2 separate regions of the Cyprinus carpio genome follow, and region 2 is linked to region 1. Evidence: chromatin contacts called from public Hi-C data. All regions are on one chromosome and are shown on one strand. The core of a region is the stretch at or near the end of the contact, and the rest is flanking DNA. Distances in the headings are between cores, read along the strand shown. Region 1 overlaps taok3a (serine/threonine-protein kinase TAO3). Region 2 holds the start of taok3a (serine/threonine-protein kinase TAO3).

Evidence for each region. Hi-C and Micro-C count contacts between places; a contact is called where the count stands out from the background.
Region 2: a contact with region 1 is called in a Hi-C map of liver, with 8 times the contacts expected there. The contact joins the promoter of taok3a here to the enhancer-like site in region 1. A contact is called at or near these places in 5 of 8 Hi-C or Micro-C datasets (liver, red blood cells and skeletal muscle).

The regions. Positions count from the first base shown.
Region 1 is chrA5:10,066,442-10,070,261 of ASM1834038v1, reverse strand. All of the region lies in intron 10 of taok3a (serine/threonine-protein kinase TAO3), which reads left to right. Among protein-coding and RNA genes, the nearest start is that of pebp1, 18 kb to the right of the region's middle. Within about 2 kb of position 2,266, at least 1 of the 8 cell types and tissues checked has an H3K27ac peak or open chromatin away from gene starts, as enhancers often do.
Region 2 is chrA5:10,124,418-10,128,260 of ASM1834038v1, reverse strand. It overlaps taok3a (serine/threonine-protein kinase TAO3), which reads left to right and starts at 2,460. Exons shown (of 20, transcript XM_042753420.1): 1 at 2,460-2,879. It overlaps suds3 (sin3 histone deacetylase corepressor complex component SDS3), which reads right to left and starts at 1,110. Exons shown (of 12, transcript XM_042753458.1): 1 at 839-1,110. The coding sequence starts at 950.

The DNA of each region.
Region 1 (3,820 bases), core at 1,017-3,516:
ATTAGTGCATAATGCTTTCAGTTTATTTTTTCCTTTCATCTTAAGTTAGTTAAACTAGTCATCTGTTTGTAGCACAGGAAACTCTGCTGTCCATCTGATTACAGAGTAACTGCCTTAGTAACGTATGCCCACACATTCCCAAACCCATGTGTAATTTGTAAAAACGTCAATATCTGCACTTTCGCAGAGATAAAGACGCCCCTGTGCAGTTTGTTAGTGCACTTCCTCTTTGCCATATCTGTCAATACTTCCTGCCCTCATGGCTTCCTTACTCATCCATCCCTGCTGACTCACACACATACACGTTTTCTTATGCACAGCCAAGCGCTCAACCCACAGAGTATGTCATTCTGCCTTTGTTTTTTCATTTGCTCACTTCCTGTGCCAACTACATCCTTGGAGGGTTAATAAAAGCAGGAGAAATTTTTGATTGTGCGTGTCTAACGTAACTAATATAACCACGACTTTCTCTCAACCGAATCACTGGGACTGTAGGTGGACATATTGCTGTGCGGTGACTAATGTTCGTGATATCATGCTGTGGTGGGAGGCTTATGGATTTAAATCATCACCAAAATAAATGTGTGATAGAATGTAGCAGTACAGTTGGGATATGGTTGATTATTGGCTGCAGGGAAGCGCTGGATACATGATCATTAAGGGATAGTGTTACCAATGTGATTTGTTTGTTTGTTTGTTTGTGCATTGTATGGGTCTGTTTGTGTGGGTGCATGTTACAGGTTATGGTTGATCTCATTGGTGGTCACAGGTAATCCTATTTAGCCCTGAGAGCTTAGTGTCGATGCTAGACATGCACTTCAGGCACAACCTCACAAGGGGAGGGCGGCCCGGGGTGGAATGGGATACAGGCGTCTTTCCCATGTGTGCCTTGAGGATTTCATCTGACTTTTTGGGGAAAGAAAAAAAAAGAACATTTGCTGAAAATGTACAGTACTCACCCATAGGCTATCCAAGATGTAGAGGAGATTGTTCTTAATGGAAACAGATTTGGAGAAATGTAGCATTTCATCACTTGCTCACCAATGGATCCTCTGTAGTGAATGGGTGCCGTCAGAATGAGAGTCCAAATAGCTGATAAAAACATCACAATAATCCACAAGTAATCCACATTGACACACCAGTCCATTAATTAACATCTTGTGAAGTGAAAATCTATGTGTTTGTATGACACAAATCCATCAGTAAGGAATTTTAACTTTAAACAGTCTCTTCTGGCCAAAATACAAGTCTATAAACCATAATAGCTTTGTTTGATGAAGAAAGAAACTCATCTATATCACAGATGGCCTGAGATTAAAAAGCAGCAAAAAGCAACAAAATGACCAAAGACATCCATCTAGTGCATGTTCAACATGAAAACAACTGAAAACCAGCACAGATGGACCCACTTTCTCCATGAATGGCTGCTTTTTCACATGACACAGCAGTGGCTGAATTTTCTCAAAGTTACCTCTCAAAAAGTAGCCTTTTGTTTTAATTTTGTGGGTGAATATTCACTTCATCCAGTGCCATTTGTTCTCTGTGTATCTTGATATTGTCTTTCTGTTTTACTGACTGAGAAACCACTTCAGATGATTCAGTGAGAGAATGGTCTGAACAAATGTGAGTTGTTTCAGACTGTTTTGCAAACAATTCACTAAAAAGAAAAAACTGACCCAAAATAATAATTAATGAATCGGTCATCCAAAATTTGGGTCATGCATGATCACTGATAATTTCATGGAAAACCTTTCTCAGATCAGTTTGAGAGCTCATGGTTCATACAGCCGAACAGCTGCAGACGCCACTGGTCTTTTCTGCAACCTAGTCCATGCAGAGGTTAAAACTGGGGGAAAAATTAATTTCGACCCAGTTTTGGTCTAATACCTCAAGACTGTCCTTCCAAGCTCCTTAAGACCGAAAAGAGGTCATTAATCTGAGTCTAGCATTCATTTATTCTGTTCCCACCATTTTCCACGTCCCAACTGCTGTCTTAATCTCATATGGGGTCTAAATCCACCTCAATTCTTGACCTATAGAGGTCTTGCCAATTGAGAACGAGCAGTGGATATCACTCACAATCTGACAGTTAGAGCTGGCTCTCTGCAAGACTTCAGATTATGTAATTTCCTCCATTTAAATGGGATAATCCTGTAGATTAGTTTCCTCCCATGCTGGTCAGTCACAGATGCCAGTTTAGAGTGGTGAATGCTTATCTATGTTATCATCGGGAAGCCGAGCTGTTAGCTGTTACTGTCTTTGCCGAGCTTAATGGTTGAGCCGTTTGCTCTGCAGTGTTTTACCCACTCGCAGCACAGACGTGACCTGCTTAAACTAAATGTGTTGTTAACTAAATCTGTGATTCCATTCCAAATCACTCTCCATGGATGTTGCCAGACTGGTTAACATTGATCAAGAGTCAATGAAAGCAATCAAAGGGTGAACCAATGTTGATTAGGCTTCCAAGCAGGGTTTATGCTTTGGAGTTGTTTAGATTTTATCAGAGGACTGAAAAATTGTTTTTGTTGACTGTTAATGAACATTTATAAATAACCAGTTCACCTTGAACATTTTTGCTTTTGCAATCAGTCACAAGTTTTGGGTTGGCGAGATATCTTTTATGCTCACCAAGGCTGCAAAAATACAGCAAAAACAGTAATATTTTGAAATATTATTACAATTTAAAATAACTGCTTTCTATTTTGACATGTTTTAAAATATTATTTTTTTCCTGTGATGCAAAGCTGAATTTTCAGCATCATTACTCCAGTCTTCAGTGTCATATGATCCTTCAGAATTCTAATATGCTGATTTGGTGCACAAGAAGCATGTCTTATCAATGTTGAAAACTGTTGTGCTGCTCAATATTTTTTTTTTTCAGGATTGTTTGATGAATAGAAAATTAAAATGAATAGCATGTATTTAAAGTGGAATTTAGAGCAGTCAGTTTTATTTTTACAGTTAATACATGTTTAGAATTAACCAGTCCACCTCAAACAGTCCAATAAGAAAGCTTATTTCTTTAGAGTAAAAGATATAGTCAAATGAATAACATTAACTTAACAAAACCATGCAAAAACATGGAACCAGTCTACTTTGAACAAATTTACAAGAATGGTTTATGACTGGAAATACAAAAAACTGACCAAGATGAAGAGTTTTAGAGTAGGTGCATAAAAGAAGATCTTCATGATGCATGTTTTAGAGGAAAAGTTCCTGTAAAGAGTCTCAAAAGGAGGATTTACCGTAAATATTCAAGAGTGGCTGTTCCGAGTAATCGGACAGGGATTGATTTGGATTTTGGACTGTCCTTCTAACATTTTTCTCCCAAATAAATAAATGACTCCCAGTTGGCCCGGTTGAGTAATGGAAAGAACTGCAGCACGACCAATTTGTTTTCAAAGACTCTTGGTTTGTGGTTTACAGAGCACGATTTTGCGAACCCAGTTAACACATGCAGCCATTTGAACTCGAGTCTGTTGTCTTTTTATTTCCATTGAGGAGGTCAGATCAAGTCCCCATTTAGCCAGCCATGTCAGAAATCCTCCTCCATATGGCATATGTCCACTCAAGGCCACATTACACATGAGCACCCTCTAGTGAGCAAAGGACAAGCACGAAATGACGTAATTCAGGAGTAATCTGGCATGCTGAGAGGATTGAGACTGTGGGCTTATTTCATGGCAGTTGAATTGCATCATGCATAACCCCCTAAATTTTACTCCTGAAATATTTTCTTTAATGAAATGAATGCAATTTGTGTGGTTTTCAGGTGAACACAGGGCCTAATAAAAACACATTTTCCTCTTAGCGAGCCATA
Region 2 (3,843 bases), core at 1,211-3,710, 58 kb before region 1:
AAAAGATGCTGTGTAACTTCATTTAAAAAAAAATAATTAATTCTATGAGATTATCATATACCATTCAACACTGATGAGGGGACATATTTGGGAATGCTGTACTTATTTGTCTCTCAAAACTGCAAGATGAACTTGATATATATTGAAACAGTTTGTAAAAACCAACAACTTGTTCATTATTCCAGATGTTCTAATATTTTAACTATTGATTTTTTTTTTTTTTTTTATGAGTGGATAGTGAAAACAAATCAAGTCTGATTTCACTCCCGTCATTCTCATCTCTAATGTGTTTTATGACACCATCAGAGACTAGCTGACTGAGGGGAGGTCAACTTCAAGCATCTCAAACCACACATTTGCCACCATAAATCAACATGTTACTTTGAAAACAAGTCCTCTGGTTCACCTGACTTCGAGGCTGTATGCATGAAAATGAAAACAACAAAAACATTCAACATATTATATTTATATTTGCTTCCAGACGCGTGCTAACGGCTAACTGAATATCAACAGGCTGTATAGCACATAACACATACAGCTGTGAGAAAATGCATAACCATTATACAGTTAAATGCTTACACAGCCATCATTTCGGTCTAAAAATATCACTATACGCATGCAGACGAGGTTGCAAAAAGCCAGCGAGCTCTAAAATAAACAAAACACCTCGACACACATGTGCACACTTTCCTGCATGTTTACTCTTCACAGAGCCAGTACTTCATTACCAATCTACAGCCAGTTGACTCATTAACAAATGAAACGTGTCTTTCAATCCATAAATCATACGTGAATGGGATTAAAAGGTAAATAAACTTAAATGATTGTGCGTAATCACCTTCTTCCGAGTCTCTGCCTCTGAAACTGCGATCTTCATCTTCATCCACACTGTCTAGCTCCTCCTCGTCGTTATAATAATCCACCATGGGTGACAGTAAAGTCGAGGCCATTTATTATATTCAAAAACTGATAATATTGCAGGAAATGCCTGTGTATAAACATTCACACTGCATCGACAACGTTTTCAGTCTCGATTCGAGCCTCTTTTTTCAATGGAGGGTAGGCCGAGGAATCTGATTGGTGGAGGTGTTCGAGCAATGCATGCTGGGAAATGAAGTTTGAACAGCTTGTCCGCAAGTATGACATAAGGGAAAGAAGAAAATGGTAAGAGAGAGAGAGAGAGAGAGAGAGAGAGAGAGAGAGAGAGAGTGTGTGTGTGTGTGTGTGTGTGAGACGAGAGAGAGAGAGAGAGAGAGAGAAAGAGAGAGACAGAGAGAGAGAGAGAGAGAGAGAGAGCGAGTTAGTTAGTGTTTGTTTAAGGGTGTGTGTGTGTGTGTGTGTGAGAGAGAGAGAGAGAGAGAGAGCGAGAGAGAGAGAGAGAGAGTAGTCTCTCCGCGTTTCAAATGTATTGCTGTTATTATCATTCAAGGAACATGAATATTATCTGAAGTTGTCTGTAGGCTACACACTTCTGCCCTTCAGTCATGCACTATTATCTCGGTCAGGTAAGCGTATTAATGTCATTATGAAAAGACATACAAGATAAGACATGCTCATCAGTGATTTAGTGCCATTATTTGTCTGTAATATTTATTGTTTTGAATGCACACTGAGTTTCATTTCCATTCCACAGACTGGTTTGAATAGGCTTTACTGGTTTCATTCACTGTGCAAAGTTCATGTATTCGTCATGTTTTCACACACTTTTTTGTAATTATTTATCATCATAAATGCCAATTATGTTTTCCTCATGAGCAAGCATGTAGTAAGTGAAATAAGTGATACTGACTCATTTATAAAATCTAGAAAATCTGTATTAGATATGTATTTAAAATTGTATTGGAACAGCATCTCTCGATTGTGTTGCATAAAACAGGCATACTACTGCTGCCGTCGCTGCTGCTGCTGCTAGAAATAATAATAATAATAATAATAATAATAATAATAATAATAATAATAATAATAAAAGACATTAGAGAACAAATAATAGCAAAGAATCAAATTAGAAACTTGATACAAATTACAATAAGAAACAAACTGTGTAACATAAAATAGGTAGAACAACAATAACAAAACAACAAAATAATTATAGCTAATAATAATAGCTAATTGTAATAATAATAATTATAAAATCATCATAAAATATATTTGTTAGGTGACCATTTAGCTATTAGATTCACAGATTGGAATAACAGGTGTTTAACAATACGGTAAGATTCAGCAAAAATTGATCCAACTCATGCTTGGTCAGACACATGGTACGCATAAATAGTGTAAAAAATTAAATTAACTGGCCATGCGAGGTAATCTACGCTAAATCCTCGATCTAATTATCATTACACTAGTTTATAATCCTATCATACCCCTTCTGGAATCTGCCACTGTGTCATCTCTATTGTGTCTTTATGACTTGTTCCTCACTCGACCGGCAGGCGGCGGCGGTGAGTTTAAAAGCTGTACTCGTGAGCTCGTTTGTCAGTGCTGTTACCTTGTAGCAGGTACGATGGGGTTTTAAAAGCGAGAGACGCTTGTCGGGTCTTTGTCAGTGGCGCGGGGTTTAGTACAGTCTTTATTCTGGATATCATAACACGACCTGTATGGACGTTTTATCATCACACTGACGGGAGAGATAGACATGACGTCTGTTGAAAATAAAAAAGGTTGATGCATTTTCAGGTGTAGGAGCACCAAGACGCCAATTGCAATGACTTTGGAAGTTTATTTCCCCCAACAATCCAGCTTACAAGGGCTACAGGAGAAATAAGGTGGATTTGTACTGTTCATCGTTGAGGAGAGCGTTCATTCGCCTGAAGACATTTGCTTTTAACCGGACTTCTATGGAGTTGGACCTGGATTAAAGATAAAGCTTCGCTGACTTGGTAAGGCCGTTTTTTTCTTGGGTTTCACATTTATTGTGGCTTTGCCAGTTCAACTGTTTTGTCTTGCAGGGGTATTTTATATTTGTGATATGCTGCGCCGTGAATTAAAAGCGTCTTTATCGTATCTGTTGTCACTATTCGTCTCTCCATAGATTAGCTCTGCGCTCGATTGATTTTCCCTGGGTGAACCTTAGACTTCATAAAGTAGAACCACTTGACTACAACTGGTTAAGTGATACATAGTGTTTGTTTACACTCCCAGATTAAATTCAGTATATCCAGAATTTTTGTTTTTGTGACGTAGCCTATGTTGACATACGTAAATTCTTTAATGATTTCATGCATTTTTAATGGTTAAGTTTTCATGTGCTCTAAAGACTAATATCCATACTAGATCGTTTTTGTAATATGTGACACAATTAATTTTTACACTTTATTTTGCACTTTTAAGTTGGAAAAGCATTGGACTTGCTAACACAAAAATGTAACCCCCCCCCCCACACACACACACAGTTCTTTAAAAGTGCAAAGTAGGCTATTATTTCCTGCATTTTAATAGTGAATAGTAAATTTCTGGCAAATGTAACATTTGAACACTGAAATTGAAATGAGAGAAAATGAAGACAAAAATGAAGAATGAGGATAAGAGTGCTTTGCATAGACTCCTGGGTTAATATGTCATGCACTTATTTCCGTGAGCGAATGTAGGCCCATATGTGTTAGTGAACTTCACTATATGCGCACGCGGCTATTCATCCAGGAAGTCTGATAGATAGACAGACAGACAGGCGATAATGGGCCACCAAAACGTTTAAAACAATCCATTCCCGGCTGGAATAAATGTCTTTAGGACGGTGAATTTCGCCCTTGAGCTACCAGTCACGCTACAGAAAAGAGGTCAGTATCATTTACTGCATTTCCATGTGTTTCGTGGATAAAACTGTCAAAGGTTCTGCGTAACATA